Regions from separate parts of the Mus musculus genome. Here all the other regions are linked to region 3. A link is a contact called in public HiChIP or PLAC-seq and Micro-C data. All regions are on one chromosome and are shown on one strand. Each heading gives the region's core, a stretch centred on a gene start, on an enhancer-like site or on the middle of the called end of the contact. The rest is flanking DNA. Distances are from core to core; before and after follow the strand shown.

What was found. A called contact is a pair of places that touch in the nucleus more often than the background predicts. HiChIP or PLAC-seq counts read pairs in DNA pulled down with a chosen protein or histone mark.
Region 1: a FOXA1 HiChIP or PLAC-seq map of pancreatic cancer cells shows a contact between it and region 3. The contact joins the enhancer-like site here to the promoter of Clip1 in region 3. A contact is called at or near these places in 5 of 39 promoter capture datasets (embryonic stem cells, fetal liver, hippocampal neurons and 2 more) and 1 of 115 datasets of contacts at active chromatin or transcription factors (pancreatic cancer cells).
Region 2: a contact with region 3 is called in an H3K4me3 HiChIP or PLAC-seq map of embryonic stem cells, with 3 times the contacts expected there. The contact joins the promoter of Wdr66 here to the promoter of Clip1 in region 3. A contact is called at or near these places in 1 of 39 promoter capture datasets (pre-B cells), 1 of 15 datasets of contacts at CTCF or cohesin (large pre-B cells), 2 of 484 Hi-C or Micro-C datasets (B cells and embryonic stem cells), 3 of 115 datasets of contacts at active chromatin or transcription factors (embryonic stem cells, large pre-B cells and stem cell-derived neural progenitor cells) and 1 of 9 other capture datasets (embryonic stem cells).
Region 4: a Micro-C map of embryonic stem cells shows a contact between it and region 3, with 3 times the contacts expected there. The contact joins the promoter of Hip1r here to the promoter of Clip1 in region 3. A contact is called at or near these places in 1 of 484 Hi-C or Micro-C datasets (embryonic stem cells) and 3 of 115 datasets of contacts at active chromatin or transcription factors (embryonic stem cells, memory CD8 T cells and pancreatic cancer cells).

Annotation. Positions count from the first base shown.
Region 1 is chr5:123,990,022-123,994,135 of GRCm38.p6, forward strand. Hip1r (huntingtin interacting protein 1 related) reads left to right here. Exons shown (of 32, transcript NM_145070.3): 5 at 921-1,001; 6 at 1,417-1,493; 7 at 1,723-1,784. Among named protein-coding and RNA genes, the nearest start is that of Mir7032, 4.8 kb to the right of the region's middle. Within about 2 kb of position 2,455, at least 173 of the 459 cell types and tissues checked have an H3K27ac peak or open chromatin away from gene starts, as enhancers often do. A contact at or near this core is called in pancreatic cancer cells, where this site is marked.
Region 2 is chr5:123,252,250-123,256,549 of GRCm38.p6, forward strand. Wdr66 (WD repeat domain 66) reads left to right here and starts at 1,539. Exons shown (of 21, transcript NM_001370840.1): 1 at 1,539-2,509; 2 at 3,755-3,997. The coding sequence starts at 1,556. It also overlaps the pseudogene Rpl35a-ps6.
Region 3 is chr5:123,682,207-123,686,253 of GRCm38.p6, forward strand. Clip1 (CAP-GLY domain containing linker protein 1) reads right to left here and starts at 2,155. Exons shown (of 24, transcript NM_019765.5): 1 at 2,046-2,155.
Region 4 is chr5:123,971,948-123,976,100 of GRCm38.p6, forward strand. It overlaps Hip1r (huntingtin interacting protein 1 related), which reads left to right and starts at 1,681. Exons shown (of 32, transcript NM_145070.3): 1 at 1,681-1,908. The coding sequence starts at 1,816. It overlaps Gm46922 (a long non-coding RNA gene), which reads left to right and starts at 1,921. Exons shown (of 3, transcript XR_001784954.1): 1 at 1,921-2,431; 2 at 2,722-2,771; 3 at 3,245-3,531.

The DNA.
Region 1 (4,114 bases), core at 1,205-3,704, 310 kb after region 3:
GTGGCCAAGCTGAGGGCCGCATCTGGGCGGGGATTCTCTTTCCTTTTGTCCTTGGGGTTACTGTGGAGGCTGAGCACCAGTCAGTGTGAAGTTGGGGCCTGGGGCAGGCGGATTGGCCGACAGCTCCATAAAGCAAGCCCATTAGTCTTCTTGACTTGGAACAGGTGGCAACCCCATGCCTCTGTGAAGATCGGGACTCCCAGGATCCCCTAGACTTTAACCAGAAGCTTTAGAAGGCATGTCACATATAGCCTTGAATTTTCCATGCGTTTGCCTGGCAGTTCTCAGAGTCGGTAGTCAGACCCCTGGGGAGCCCGTGTCTGGATTCCCTCTAAGGTCCTCAGAAGTCAGAGGCCTCAGGCCTCCTTCCCAAAGCTCTCCTGGGGCACTCAGCTGAATGGATCTCCAAGAGCAGACCCAGAGGGACAGCGTTGCCTGTCCAGAGCCTCTGTGCTTTATGCGTGTCCTTTGATGTAAGGAAAATGGCATTCGTCACAGTGCCTGCTGCAGACACGGGCCCTGCTGGCGTGGCCACACACCATGGTGTTTTTTGCAAGAGGGAGCAAGGAAGCTGTGTGCAGACCAGAATGCACCTCCCCTGGATGCCACCAGCTCTTTAGTAAAGTGCCCTGCTCAGAACTGGCCTGTTGCCCCGACAAAGTGCTCTCTTTGCCTCTCACAAGACTTTCTCTGGCAAGAGTGACAAGGAATGAGGTTAAGGAGGGGAAGCTAGAGACAGAGTAATGAGATTGGTGAAGACTAGCAGGAAATGTTTGTTGAGCGAGTGAGTGACTGATTTGTGGAAGAAAGGCCTGCTTCTCTTGCTACCTCTTTTCTTCCTGTCTGGGCACATGCTCAATCCTTGGGATTCCTAGGTGTGTTCTTGACAGTGACCTCACACAGGGCTCCCATCCCCACAGGGCCACCTTCGTGACCAGTATGGACACCTGGTGAATATCTATACCAAACTGTTGCTGACTAAGATCTCCTTCCACCTTAAGGTAGTCTCCCTGAGCAATCATGGACTATGGGACTGGGAGGCTCTTCTCTCTGTGACATCCTGGGGCATAGAGGGGGTTGGATGGCACCTGTCCATCCATGCTCTGTCCACTTGCTGTGGAGGCTAGGAAGACTGGCAGGAGATCATCGGGCTGTCTCCATGTTTGCATAGATCCAATGCAGATGCCAGCCTGTGTGTGCTCCAGTGGCCTTGCCCGTCAGTCCTGGTCAGGCTGCCCCTGCCTCAGCCCCAGGATTTCTGTCGGCCCCTTTGGCTTAACCAGAGAAGCTGGGATCACAGAATGAGGGGATTGAGAAACCTCCCTGGCGACTCCCCTTCTCATGGGAGCTGTCAGGAGCAGGGATGGGACCCGTGTGTGGCTGCTCAATGAGGCTGCGTGGGGGCTGTTTCTGCAGCATCCCCAGTTTCCTGCAGGCCTGGAGGTAACAGATGAGGTGTTGGAGAAGGCGGCGGGAACTGATGTCAACAACATGTGAGTCTGTGTAGCCTCAGTTTCCCCCAAGTGCCTGCCCACTGGGGACCATGTCAAGTGAGGCCACAGGGCTGAAGGTCATGACCCCCAGGGGGCCAGGCTATGGGTGAAGGGGTTTATCAGGTACTCCATGTTTCTGCCTGATGGAGTTTGCTTCCTGTTCCTAAGGGGTCTCGGGGATTGTGTGGGTGTGCCCTGCTGCCCTTTGCATCCCCGTCTTTTCTCCTAGTTTTCAGCTTACCGTGGAGATGTTTGACTACATGGACTGTGAACTGAAGCTTTCTGAGTCAGGTGAGCAAGTCACTCATGCCAGGCTGTGAAGGCACTGGTGGGCAGGCTGGATTTTCACTTGTCTTTCCTGCTGTTGGGGTGAAACCTGGGCCCCACTGACACTGGGCGAGTGATTCTTCTGATAGAGCACCCACAGTAACCCAGGTCTTACGTGCACCTCTTCCTTGGGGTCCCTCTCCCTCCAAGACAGAAGGGGGCCTCATGGTACCTCCAGAGCACAAGCAGAGACTTCCCTTCCTCGAGACCCTACGTGTGTCCAAGACATGGCACATGAAGGCCACTATGGGCCCCTGGGTGTGGAGGGTGGGGTGTGCCCCATGGAGGACCCTCTAGGCTCCTGCCTGGCCTCGGCACCGCACTACTCTCCAGGAGAGAAAACATGGCTAACATTTCCTACTGTGTGTTCTGAAATGCCTCACGGTCCTGTCAGACTGTTCAGCCAAAGAACTGGCAGCTGTTGGACAGGAAATCTCTGAGGGCTCACCCTCCCCGCCCGCCTGGGAGGTGATTGTTCTGGGCTGTACCTTCAAAATAACTGCTGTGACTCACTGTTGGCTATGATGAAGCCCAAGGCACACGCCTTTTTAAGGAAAAACAGGGAATTGGGAAGAGGCAGGACAGCCACTCTGTACGCTGGGTCTGGGCCTGTGGCTCTGGAGGGTGAGAGGCCAGCGTGGAGCCTGTCCAGGAGTAGGACAAAACGGCAGGTCACCAGGGGTGTGGCCCAGTAGTGCAGCTGGACCCAGGCCACCAGGAATTGAGTCCTGGCAGAAAGGGGAAGCCCGAGCTCCTCAGAGCACACAGGCCGTGAGATTCAAGCCGTAGCCCTTGTGTCCCACCCTAGCTGCTCTTGACCTAGGAGGAGGCCCAGGGGGAAGGACCTGCAGGCCCCTATCCTTGGTGACTTATAGAGAGTGGGCACACGTAGGTGACAGAAGATAGAAACCCCTGCAGGTCTACCTCAGTAGAAAGCCCGCTGTAACACACTGCCTTCAATGGGAGTGCAAGGCTGTTAAGAGCGATGTGCCTCAGAAGGCTGAGGCAGGAGAATCGTGAATTTGAGGCCTGCTTGAGCTAGAGTAAGTTCAAGGTCAACCTGGGGAGCTTACTGAGACCCAGTCTCAAAAGTGAGAAGGGCTGGAGAGCGCCCTGGCCCTGTGGCTGGTCCTAACTGTCCAGTTCTAGGGGATCTGATGCCCTCTTCTGGCCTTTGAGGGCATTGCAGGCATGTGGTGCACAGGCAAAACACCTATACATAGAAAATAAAGGAAAGAAAACTTTAAATAAGAGGTCCGAGTTTGGTGGCACATGCCCTTAATCCTGGTGCTTAAGAGAAAAAAATCAATCATATATCTGAGTTTGAGACCAATCTGGTCTCGATTAGCCAGGGTGGCACCTAAATAATGAAGTGCTTGCCTAGCATGTGGGGGTGGGTGGGTGGGCGACACTCTGGGGAGGAGGGAGGGGCAGAGGAAGGGAGAAAGGAAGGGCACAGAACAAAACCAGAGTTTACACACACACACACACCCCAAGATAAAAAAAAGCCAAAACCAAACAAAGAAACAAAACCCTAGTGTGGCTTCCATCCTTGCAGACAGCTCCTCCCCCCCCCCCCCCAGGCATGGCCAGACCAAGGGGCTGAGGGCTTCTGGCACCACTCAGATCTGCCCCACATGGGGCCTGGCTGCTCTCCCGGCCTGGCTCACTGCCCCGCTCTTTGTCATTCCCCTCTCTGCCCCAGAGAAGATGCTGGCCAGGGGAGGCAGCCTCGTGTTTGTCCTTTGTCTGTCCCTCTTTCTCTGGAGTTCTGATACAAGGCCTGATTGTCAGGGTCTCCAGGACAAGTGAGGAGGCATCAGGTCATTTGGGGCTCACAGAGCCTGTGTTCAAGGCTGTGACCTGGAACAGACACTAGCCAGTCTCCACAGCTACACGATGGGCTATTACAGTGACAGTCTTTTTACGAAAACCAAAAACCAAACCCGTATGGTGTTTGGCCTGCATGTACATCTGTGTACCATGTCTATGCCTGGTACCTGTAGAAGCCAGAAGAGGGCATCAAACCCTCTGGCACCAGAGTTATGGATTAGTTGTGAGGGTGTGTGTGTGTGTGTGTGTGTGTGTGTGTGTGTGTGTGTGTTGGGAAATAGAACCTAGGTCTTCAGGAAGAGTAGCCAGCACAGTAGCCCCTAAGCCACCTCTCCGGCCTCTTTTGTTGTTTTTGAGACAAGGTCTTGCTTTTCAGAAGTTTGGCCTTGAGCTCAATCCTCCTGCCTCAGTTTTCTGAGCAGATTATAGGTTTGCACTAACATGCTTAGTTGGAGTGACAG
Region 2 (4,300 bases), core at 289-2,788, 430 kb before region 3:
GGGGTCCGGGCCAGGCAGCGGCAAGGGTGTGGGACCTGGGAGGTCCCCAGGAAAAGAAACTGGTGGCTCCTGGACCTCGTGGTAGGATAGACTTGCGCACCTGTGGCATTGCCCCCGCCTGGGTGTGGAAAATGTCAAAGTGGCATTTTTTTCAAACAAAAGAACTAAATTCTAGCTCTGTCGTAAGTCGTGCCTCCCAGGGCCACAAACTTTTTCATTTCCTTTTCCTTTTCCTTTTCCTTTTCCTTTTCCTTTTCCTTTTCCTTTTCCTTTTCCTTTTCCTTTTCCTTTTCCTTTTCCTTTTCCTTTCCTTCCTTCCTTCCTTCCTTCTTTCTTTCTTTCTTTTTTTAGAAAGATTGTGCTGGCCTAAGAACTCGAGTGATCCTCCTGTCTCTACCTCCTGAATCGCAGTATTACAGACATGGGCCTAGCCCCCTGCTCCCAAACTCTTGCTTCATGTAGGTGCAAAATGAGAGAATGTATCAGAGGAATTAAATTTTTTTAAAAAATGATTTTATGTGTGAGACTGTTTTGTCTGCATGTATGTATGTGTACCACCTATGAAGTTCCCGCAGAATACAGAAGAGGGTGTCAGATCCCCTGAAACTCAAGTTACTTATGGTTCTGAGCGATCGTGTCATGGCTGGGAGTCAAACCTGGGTCTTCTGAAAGGGCAGCCAGAGTGCTCTTAATCACTGAGCCATCTCTCCAGCCCAGAATTAACTTTCTTTCTTTCTTTCTTTCTTTCTTTCTTTCTTTCTTTCTTTCTTTCTTTCTTTCTTTCTTTCTTTCTTTCTTTCTTTGCACATACCATGTTGAATGTGTTGATTTGGGAGTTAGTTTTCTCTTCTGGCCATGTGTTTCCCAGAGGAGGGGGCTCTGTCTACCTTAGACTTAGGGTCTCACCTGCCCCAGAGGTCTTTAAAACTCTCAGGTTCTTTGCAGAAAACTATTGCTTTTATCCCCATAGTACCTGATATCCCCCACCCTGCTTTTTTTTTTTTTTTTTTTTTGGCAAACACTTTGGGTGAACCTGTGTTGAGCATTTGACATGTATTGCCCCAGTCTGCAAATCATGTGAGAATGTAGGATTATCATTTTTATTTTTTTGCCTGTGAGCAAATTTGAAGAAAGGGTAAAATGGCTTGCGTCTAGTCACAGAACGAGGCTAGCGGAAGTTGGAGAGGAGGGAACCTTTAGCTGGCAAGCTTACACTTCAGTCATCAGCCCATCTCCCTCTCTTCTTCCTCCCAGCAGGGTTTTGCAAATGCTTGCCTTATGCATTTTGTTGCCTGTGGGAATATGAATTATTTAAAGTGAGAAGACTCTAAGATCAGTCCTAGAAAGATGGGAGGCCCTGGAAGTCAATATTTTAAAGATTTCTGAGACTTGAGCTGGGCTTTCCCAAGAAGCTGCCATTCTTTTCTTCCCACAGGAAGGGACCAGAGCTGCTTCTGCCCATTTCGACGTGTTAGCACCTCAGGAAGCCGGCACAGGAAATAGAGGGACCTGCTGAATCTACGTTAAAATTTCTGTAGCGGAAACTACAGAAGAAATGTCAGATACAGAAGAAAACCCCCTAGAAGAATCAAGAGAAAGTGGAGAGATGGAGGAGGAGAAGGAGGAGAAGAAGGAGGAGGAAGAGGAGGAAGAGGAGGGGGAGAAGGAGAAGGAGGAGGAGGAAGAGGAGGAGAAGGGGAAGGAGGAGGAGAAGGAGGAGGAGAAGGAGGAGGGGAAGGAGGAGGAGAAGAAGGAGGAAGAGGAGGAGAAGGGGAAGAAGGAGGAAGAGGAGGAGGAGGAAGAGGAGGGGAAGGGGAAGGAGGAGGAGAAGGAGGAGGAGAAGGAGGAGGAGGAGAAGGAGGAGGAGAAGGAGAAGGAGGAGGAGGAGGAAGAGGAGGGGAAGGGGAAGGAGGAGGAGGAGGAGGGGAAGGAGGAGGAGGAGGAGGAGAAGGAGGAGGAGGAGAAGGAGGAGGAGAAGGAGGAGGAGGAGGAGGAGGAGGAGGAGAAGGAGGAATATAATCCAAGTTTTGAAGAAGATGCTCTGCAGCAGAGCCTAACTGAGGGCTCACTGTCATGGGAGGAGTCTCAGGAGGATGGAGAGGGGCTGGAGGAGTGGGTGGAGAAGGAGGAGCAGAGAGAGGGAGAGGAAGTGAGAGGGGAGGAAGAAAGTGAAGTGAGAGGAAGGGAAGAGGAAGAGGGATGGGAGGAAGAGAAGAGCGGTGAAGAGGAAAAAAGTGAGGAGAGCGAGAGAAGTAAGGAAAGGGGAGGTGAGGAAGAGGGCCAGGAGAAGGAAGAGGCGGAACATGAGGGGGAAAGGGAGGAGGGAAGAGAAGAGGAAGAGAAAGAGAAGAGTGTGGAGCGGGAGGAGGAGGAGGAGGAGGAAGATACTGAGACAACTGAGACAAAAGCTGGACGAGCCAAGGAGGAAAAGAAAGAGAAGCAAAACAAAACAGCCCTGGTGGACAATATTGTCATCAGCCATGAGCCACCCAGGTCAAGCTCCTCCCTGGTGAGTCCTCCCCAAGCTCATCCACCCACTTACTCAGAATCATCCTCCCTGGTGAGTCCTCCCCGAAGCTTGTCCACCCATTTACACTGAATTGTCTGTCGCTTGGTGCTTGGCATGTGCCAGGCTGTGGGAGTACAAAACCAAAGTGAGACAGTCCCGAGGTTGGAGAAACAGCCAGGCCATTAAGAGCCCTAGCTGTTCTTACTGAGGGCTGAATTTTGGGTTCCCAGCACCCATGATGAAATGCCTTATAACTTTAGATCCAGGGAATTAATTCAATGTCCTCTTCTGGACTCCTTGAGCACCTGCACAACACACACACACACCACATAAATACACACATTAAAGAGAAGAGAAAACCATATGCTAAGTTCAGTAATTTTGAGATGCCTAGGAGGGTGGTTTAATCCAGTTTGGAGGCAGGTCAGTCCAAGCTTCCATGAAGTGTGTACCTAACTTGTAAAGGGTCAGTAGGTCAGCTGAAGGTCTTGGGACTGAGTTCCTGTGATATAATAGTGTGAATTTCTCACAGCTTGCTCCCCCCAAGAAAGAACCCAGCCCTGGTCCAAGGACAAGACTCCTAGTGGTGTTTCCAAGAGCCTACTGTGTGGCCTTTGGTGGGTGGGTCTGTTAGGCCAAGAGTTAACCTGAACACAGCCTGGATTCATTTCTTTAGTATAAAATGTCCCAGGCTCCCTTTTGTTTATTTACTCTCCATTAGTTTAAATCCGGGATGGGTACAGCATCACACGGATTCTGTGTCCAATGGCCTTTGCAGGAAGGTTGCTTCGGAATTTGGCACGAACCATACCGCTGTTTCCGTGGGCCCGAGTTACCTTTCCCCAGATCACTCTGGTTTTGTTTGGTTTACCTCCAGGAGTCACTGTATTGTTTTTTGCTTTATACACATAAGCACATCTCTTGCCTAAGTAGAACTCCGTTTCATCTCGGGCATAAACGCCTTCAATTTTAAGAAGAGCCGTGTGCTCTCTTTGGTTCCGGAGACCTCGCTTGTAGCCAGCAAAAATGGCCTTGCACCACAGCCTTCCAGACATACTTGCTGTTAGAAGTCCTGTTCCCAGCAGGCCTCCACAGGCGCCAAGATGGCGGAAAGAGACCCAGGCTCCCTTTTGAATCACCTGTTAGCCTGAGACTGGCTGGCTGGACATGAAAACAGGCAGGGGATAGGAGCGCAGAGCCTTGGGTATGTGACGTGCAGGGTCAGAATCTCGTTTCCCTTTCAAGGCTGATAGTCCAGAAGTAAGCCAGATTTACAAAGATAACAGTATGAAAGTGGATGATACCGAGGAAGCCAGCCAGAAGCCTGAAGACATTTTAGCCCAAGGAAAAGATGAAGCAAGACTCTCCCTGGAAGAAAGACGAAAATTATTCCAGTCCAAAGGACTGAGTGCGGAGGAGTCACTGGTGTCTGTCTCCACAGAGGACACCTTATTCCAGAAGGAGGAGGACTCCAAGGTGTACCCTTTGGTGAGTGTAAATGGCATGTCATTCCTAGGCTTGGACATCATTGTGAGATAAGGCACCTGTGTATGTCTAGGAAGTTCCGGTGTGCGCACGGGTGTGTGTGCCCACATTCATGTGAAAGGCAGAAGATAACCTTGGCTCTTTTTTTTAGCCTCTGTTCACCTTTATTTTTATTATTGGATGTTCCCCCCTTTCTTTCTCTCTCTCTCTCTTTCTTTCTTTCTTTCTTCCTTCCTTCCTTCCTTCCTTCCTTCCTTCCTTTCTTTCTTTCTTTCTTTCTTTCTTTCTTTCTTTCTTTCTTTCTTT
Region 3 (4,047 bases), core at 905-3,404:
TGGTTTCTGTGAGTTCAAGGCCAGCCTGGTGTACAGAGTAAATTCCAGGACAATAAAAGCCACACAAAGAGACCCAGTCTTGAAAAACCAAAACTAAAAGAAAAATTAAAAATACTAGTTTTTAGAATGTATTAAATTTCTTAAAGACAAGAACCAGGTTGGCTTATTTTCGTGCTCAGCAATGACTGAAAGAGCTGAGAATAGCAAAATCCTCATGTTCAGAGATACTACCAAAGTTCCCACCCAGGTTCAATGTTTACCTCTCTAATCCAGGCCTAGGAGGAAGCCTAACCACTTCCTCTGAACCTCAGCAAGAGTCCCAGGCTCTCAGCTGAGCAATCACCCACTTCCTTGGCTTTCATAACGTCCAGCCTTGCCTTTTACCATTGATTCACTGCCCTAACAAACTAACTTAGCAGACTGAGGTACAGTTCTTGACAACATCTCGTATTGGCTGTGACTCTGACCTTTCAGTGCCCTCCCTGTAAAATGACGATGACAGCAACCTCCCTAGGTTGGATGGATTACATGAGATAAAAACAAAAACAAAACTCTGCACTTGCCCAGAGCACGGTCAGAAGGAGCCCTCCATAAACCCTAATTGTTATTATTTCAAGAGGAAGAAATGCCCCAAGGCTGAGGAGCAACAGTCCTGAGGATACTTGCAAAAGAGCATCATTACGCCTAGAAGCCAAACGCGGCTCTCCTAACTGGGAGCCACAATTAGGAATAATAATCATAAAATCCTAGCATGAGAATCACCAAAGCACCACCGCATAAATACTAACAGAGCCCCAAGCAGACAGACAGACACAGTCCTGGGCCTAGAAGAGGCTAGACTGCCGACTCACACCAAAATGAAAAAAAACAAAAACAAAAACAAAAAAAAAACCAAGGAAATGACAGAAACATATCCACTGTCTTAATAAATAAATAAGTAAATAAATAGAAACAGTAGTTGGCAAGTTTTTGCTAAAAAATGGGTATGCACGTGGATTCCAGACTTAACGAGTCATTTCTTCATACCAGAGAGGTGGGGCTGGGCAGGGAGGAAGGGGGTGGTGTGCGGTTTCTGCCAGATGGGAAAAGCCACATGAAGCGGAGAGACTACGGGATGTCAGGGCAGGACTCCAGACTCAGAAAAAAATAAAAATAAATAAAAATTAAATAAATTAATCCGATATTCTGTTGTTCTCTCCCCAATAACGCAACACCTCCAGGTTCGAGACAAACCACAAGGCTCTCTGCTTTTAAAATAGTCACCCCATCCCCACCCCCAACCCCGAACAAGTGTCATCTGTCTTCCGCGCCAACCCCCGACCGCGCTGGCAGGTTCGGGTTACCGGGCAGCGGTGATTTCAGAGATCTGGCACCCTGTTTCGCCCTTCTACCTTCACAGAGAATCACGCTCCAGGGGTCTGAAGGAAAACAAAAGCCCGGGGCCGAACAGCCAGGGACCGGGAACCGGGGCCCGAGCCGGGCCGGGCTGAGCCCGAGCGCCACGGGGCAAGGGCGCCCTCCATGCCGGCTCGCGGCCGGCCACCCGGCGTCCCGGGCCTGCCCGAGGAAAGCTCGCCCAGATGGCGAGCGGCGGGAGGCGTCCAGGGCAACAGGTCGAACCGGACCCGCGGCCTCTGGGAGCGACGGAGCCGTCCCCGGAACCTCCCCCTCCAAGAGCTGGGGAAGAGGACGCGGGCTCCTCCGAGAACGGCTCCCGAGGCGGCGCAGGGACAAGGAGTCCACGCTCCATCTTGAGGCGGCGGGAGGAAGGCAGGCAAGGCCCCGGGCCGCGGCTGCCAGGGCCCGGACGCGCGCGGCTCGCACGCAGCCAGCCTTCCCCGCAGCCACGCTCTCCCCGCGCCCGCCACCCTCCCGGGTGCGTCCGCGGCTCCTCGGCCGCCGTCCCGGTGCGTGGCGGGAGCTTGAGACGAGCCTTCCCTCCCGGCGTTTCCCTCCCGGATCCCCGGGCGGCGGGAAGGAGCGGAGGGAGAACGGGTGGGACGGCGAGGAAGGAGAGATGGAGATGGGGCCCGCGCTTCGCTCACCGCCTGGGACGCCGCTGGTCGCCGTCACCTGCCTCCCAGCAGCAGCAGCAGCAGCCGCCGCGGCCGCCGCCTCCCGCCTCCCCGGCTCTTCGGCTCGGGGCGGGGAAGAGAACGTGACGCGCTGCCGCCGCCGCCGCGGGGCCGGGAGAAGACGCCGCGCCGCCCCTCCCCGTGCCCGGGCCGCTGCCGCCCGCGAGCTCCCCTGCCGCCCCTTTGTCTGCCTGCTCCCCTTGCGAGCCCCTAAATCCTCCACGATAAGGAGCAAGATGCCGGGGGACGGACCGAAGGGCCTGCAGACGCGGGTGCCTTGGCATTTCAGGCTTCTCCCTGTTTCCTAGCCAAGTGTGCCCAGAATATGCAAGTCACCCCGGATGGCTACCCGTAGACTGGACCAACCGCAGCCTGCCGTTTGGGGATGGGATGGGGTGCGGTTGGAGAGTGGGGGAGCTGATTGATTTCATTGACCTCCCTTTCCCGCCTAGAGCAGGGTGATAAATCCGTTGCCCCAAGTTGGAAGGGAGATGCCCATAGGCAAGCTCAGCTTGGGATGAACGGTCTCTGCTCTCCAGGAAATCACTGAGGGGTTAAAAAAAAAAAATCCTTTGAGATGAGCCCAGGGCTGCAGCCCAGTTAGTTTAAGAAAAGCGTCTTTTATTCGCCCCAGTCGTTTGGACAGAAGCCCAGGTTAATGTCCCGTTCGGGCTCCTCCCCAAGCAGGGATCCCCTTGTCAAGCTTTTGAAAGGGACTGGAGAGGACGCTGCAACAGCCGGCTCAGGGCTGCGCTAGCAGAGGGCGGCCAGCATTTCGCTCCCATGGACCATGGCAACCCCAGAAGTTTTGCAGCTCCCGGCAGAAATCTGCAGCTGTTGGAAGCCCAGGTTTCTGCAGTGACTCAGTATTGATGGAGAAGGGGCCAAGGAGGAAATATTCTGAAGGGCGACCTCCCTTCTTGACCTTTATTTAAAACACCATTGTGTCTGGGCAAACAGGCACCTCAGAGAGCCCAAGAAGGGAACTCCACTGGAAATGCACAAAGTAAATTTCATCTGCAGACCCTCCTGTCCATTTAAGCCTTAAATCACACACACACAAAAATAATCTATTATTCCACCTGAGCCTGATATGTGAGCTCCAAGGTCAAGAGGTGAGAGTACCCTGGGAACCCAGAATTCATTCCTACTTAGGCAAGCAATACTTACCCGCTGATCTGAGTACAATTCAACTCTGTTTTTCCTCTCTTGGTTATTCCAGATGGTTTCTGTGTGTAATAGCCTTGGCTGTCCTGGAACTCTCTTTGTAGACCAGGCTGGCCTCAAACACAGAGATTTGCCTGCCTCTGCCTCCTGAGTTCCAGGACAGCCAGAGCTACACAGAGTATACATAGAACCCTGTCATAAAATTTATAATAACAAATAAATAAAATATTTAATAATAATAATAATAATAATAATAGCAGCCAGGCCTATTGGTGTGCACACTGACAATACTAGCCTTCAGGAGTGGGAGGCAGCTGAATCTCTTGAGGTTAACCTAGCCTGCTCTACATACCATCCAGGGCTATATCCTGGCGATGAGTAAAAATGTATTGGGGTGGCAGCAGCACACGCCTTTAATCCCAGCACTCAGGAGGCAGAAGCAGAGAGAGCTCTGAATATAAGACCAGCCTGGTCTCCAGAACGAATTCCAGGACACCCAGGCCTACACAGAGAAACACTGTCCTGAAAAACCAAGAAAAAAAAAGTGGAAATGATGAGAGAATGACAAACTGCTGTTTAGAATCCCAGGATGAGCTCTCAAAGAGAACCAGCCAATGACCACAAAAGCTCCATTCAGCTAACCAAGAACAGCAGTAGGCACCATCCTGCAAACTACACTCCAGGCCTTCTCAATAGACTAGGGCTCTGAGTACAGACGGCTTTACAATGTGGAGGGTGACCAAAGTCACTTATAAGGTTGCCATCACATATCTAAGATCCTGTGCCTTTTTAAAAATCCAGTAAG
Region 4 (4,153 bases), core at 431-2,930, 290 kb after region 3:
ATTTTGTGTATATGTGCATGTGCATACCACAGCTTGAATTAAAGGTCAGAGGACAACATGCAGGGATCATTTCTCTCCTTCCCCCATGGGGGTCCTGGACATTGAACTCAGGACCTCAAGCTTGGCAGCAAGCACCTTTACTTTCCCATTTTGTTGACCCTCAAGCCCATTTTTAAAAAACAAGGTCATGTACCAGGTGCTTTACTAGGTATGGAAAGCAGAAGGCTGGTCAGCACAAGGCCACCTTGACCTTCAGCTACTCAAAACCTCACCCGCAGATACATTGTAATAGCCATAGGGACTCCAGTATCATTACAAGTGTGCTTGTCTGGAAACCTGGCCGATCTGAGACCATATCCTGAAGGCATCATTTTGCAACAGTGTGAACCTAGGCTCGAAGCCCTTCCCCTTTTTTTTTCTTGGTCTGCAAAAATACCACCAAAACTTTAAGATTGAATGGGGTCCTGCTGACTGGATGCCTGAACACCACGCCCAGCGCAGTAATAGCCTCTATTGACGAAAAAGAATGGGAACTTTTGATAATGACAGGCCACTGTAGTAGATGTTCTATACCCAGTGGGGGCTGGTCTTTTGTATGGAAATCACAGGATAACTGGTTTTTGTCCCGTGTGAGAAAAAGAGTCCGAGAAACAGCTGGCACAGAACAAATCGGCTCATCTGTTGTGTTGTGTGTTTTTTTTTTTTTTTTTGACCATGGCTATTTAGTGACTTGCTGAGGATTAGGGACAAGATAATAGGTATAAGGGGTTTAGCCCCATACCTGGCAAATAGGTTTTAAGTATCGGCTGTTGTTGTTACTCCTCATATTTTGGCAAAGGAGCTTTTCATTGATTGGTATTAGATAAAGCACGGCTAATCTCTTAGTGGCAAAGACAGCCTTGTCCAACTCTGAAATGTTGAGTGGATGTCAACACAGTAAGGAATGAGCAATGGGAAAGAAAGGGTCCGTCTGGGTCCTCAGAGAGCGTCACCTGACCTAGGAGACAGACGGTCAGGTGTCTAACTCATGACAGCATTTCCTATCTCAGGGAGTTGATACTTCATCTCAAAAAGCAAAGACTTGAAGAGATGGCTGGGCTCCCAACAAAAAAACCAAAGAAACCTGCAGCGTGGCTACTGACCAGACTCAAGGAGACAAGACTCTTATTTGTTCCAGTTTTCCCCCTACAGGTGTAGAGAAAGACCCAACGTGATTTTTCCTTTCTTTGGGGAGATGGTAAGAAGGTATGTAGCCAAGCTAAGTGGGTATTTGTCCTTGCATCTGATCTGTCAGAATTAGGGAACTGGTGTGTTGGGGAATCCTGGAGAGCTAGAATTGTGCAAGGAGACAAGGACAGGTGTGCAAGGGACACTCCCAGGAAGTCCCGCGGGAACGAAGCGGATGCAGAGTCTTGGGGTTCAAGGAGTCCCGGGGGACCAGAAGGGGTGCCGGATGGGGCGTCCCCGGGGACTGGAAGGGTGCAGGGCAGGGCGTACTGGGTGACAGAGGGTTGCATGGCAGGGTGTCCTGGGAGTCCTAAGGGACCACAGTGGTGGCTACTAGGCATCCTAGGGTTGATCAAGGGATGCAGTGGGCGGGGCACGCCAGGAGTCCCGGGGACCCGGCGGGGGCGGGGGGCGGAGCGTTCGGAGCCGGGGAGGGCGGGGCGTCGGTTGGACAACCGGAGTGACTGGCGGGAGGGGCTGCGGCTCCTCCCCGTGCGGCGCGGCGCGCGGCCTCCGTGTGCCTAGGCTTGAGGCGGGCGGTGACGCCTCATTCGCGCGGAGCCGGGCCGGGACACGGTCGGCGGCAGCATGAACAGCATCAAGAATGTGCCGGCGCGGGTGCTGAGCCGCAGGCCGGGCCACAGCCTAGAGGCCGAGCGCGAGCAGTTCGACAAGACGCAGGCGAGCGCGGGCACGGGCTGGGCGGGCGGTGGCGGCGGCGGCCCTCGGTGCGCTCGGCCCTGCGCGGACGGTTGCGGGCTCCGCGGCCCCGGGCGGCGCAGGTGACCGGAAGCCGCGCGACAGCGGGGCTGGGCTCCGGGATGCGGACGCGGCCCAGGTGCGCACGGCCGCGCGGGGCCCGGAGCGCCCTCTGCTCGCCGCCGCCTTTCCAGGGAAGCTCCCGGCTTCCCTCGCTGCCGAGCTGTTCGCACGGCCGCACAGTATCTTATTATCTGCTCGGGTGAAAAGTTTCACGTAGGTCGCCAGACTTGTTTGCCCGCGCGGGGGCCCACTTATAAATAGGCTGCCACCCCCTCGTTAAACACCGGCGCCTGACAGACGGAAACTTCCCAGGCTCCTTTCCTGCGCTCCCACGCGCCGCTCTCCCAGGAGAGGGCCCGACCCGAGAAGGTGGCGTGGAAAATTGAATAATGGCCCTGATGCGCATTCATTCATGCATGGCTTCTGGGGACCCACTGTGCAGGTGTTGCTTTGGTTTTGGGTTTTTTTTTTTTTTTTTTTTTTTAAGACAGGGTCTCATGTAGCCCACGCTAGCCTTAAAAATCCTCATCCTCCTGCTTCCAGACGACCACCACCAACACGTCTGCTTCCCTCCTTTTTGTTTTACAAACTCTGCCCTGTTCTTAATTAAGTCTTGGGTGGACTCATGGAGGTTGGCGGGGGGGGGGGGGTGCGGGGCGCGGAGGGGTGTCACTACTTATTTGACTACGAAGTCAGCCCAGACCGAAATGGCTGCTTTTTTTTTTTTTTAAGCTTTAGCAATAAAGGAAGCCAAAGACTCCTCCCACCTGTATCTGAAGCAGGTTGGTGACATTTGCATTTGTGGGTGCCCCACTGGCGAGTTCCTTCCCCCTTGGTCAGAGCAGAGAGCAAGGACTCTCTGTGGTTGCTTTCAAAACAAGTTAGCACAAGCAGTCTCCACTAGCTTTCAGTTTTGAAATAACAAAACGGGAGGCCTCTCACCTTTGTGCTTATGATGGACAGGGATAAGGATAAAACCTCAGGACGGGAGGGCTCCGAGCGAGCATGCCAAGTTGCCAGTACCAACCTGGCTTCGAATGATTAATTTATCCGTGTGATCTCCATCTGGTCCAGCCTGGATTCCCCACCATAAAAAACAAACATGGCGTTTGATGTGAAGTCATTAATACATAATTAATTGTGCTAGTAAACTCGCAGAGCCTAGAGAGAAATACTGTTGGCACGGAGGATCTGTTGTCAAGAGCTTGATTTATTCAGTGAGTTTTAGAATTTTTTTTTCTCTCCTGCTTTTAAGCAGGTGCAGAGAATGCTGATTGCTGCAGGAAGAGATGGGAGAGGAGATGGGCTTTTAAAGGTCAAGTTCATTGATCTTCTTAAATGACTATGTCAAGGGTAACCTTCCTGAATGTCAGAGGGACAATCTCTGATACGGGACCACATGAGGTTGGTGGCTGGTTTGTAATTAAGGGAGTTCTCTTGACCTGCTTTGCCCACTTTTAAAACTCTTACTGTGTTTATTTATTTATTTATTGTGTGTATGTGTGGACGTCAGAGGACAACTTCTCTCCTCTCCCCGTATTGGTTTTAGGAATCAAACCCAAGTTGTCAAGGCAGTAAGCGCCTTTGCCTGCTGAGCCATCTTGCCTGCCCTCCCTGTGTCTTTGAGTGATGAAGAGGGTTATTCATGAAGTATAACTTTGTACTGAGGAGTCTCACAGGACTCACCCACTCGAGAGCAACTTTTTCCCAGGAGAGTTTGAGGCCAGCATCTGGGTATGCCTGTCTTCACGGTGACTTAGTGAGGGCTGTAAGAACATAGTTTTGCAAGTGGTTAATATTTAATTAGCTCATTCCCAGAAATATCTAGCAAGCTGCCAGGCAGGCTCCTTGCAAGAAAGACCTAGAGAGCCCTGGTTTACTGCTTCCGTGTGTCCTTTGGGACAGAAAATGGCACATCTGATCCTGGGACCTGCCTCCCTTTGGGACACACCTCCTGTCTTGACATTGATGTTTGGCAGGGTGGTGACTGTGGAATAGCTAGCTTAGATTTGAAGTCCTCAGCCGCCTGCCAGCCTCTCCTCTTGGGCTCCCGGGGCCAGGAGGAAAAGGAGTGCTTACATGTTTGCTCTGTGGACAGGACACACCCTGTTTTGCAGAGAGCTCTGTGGTTACCTCTCAGGAGTGTGGAGGGAGGCAGTCATCC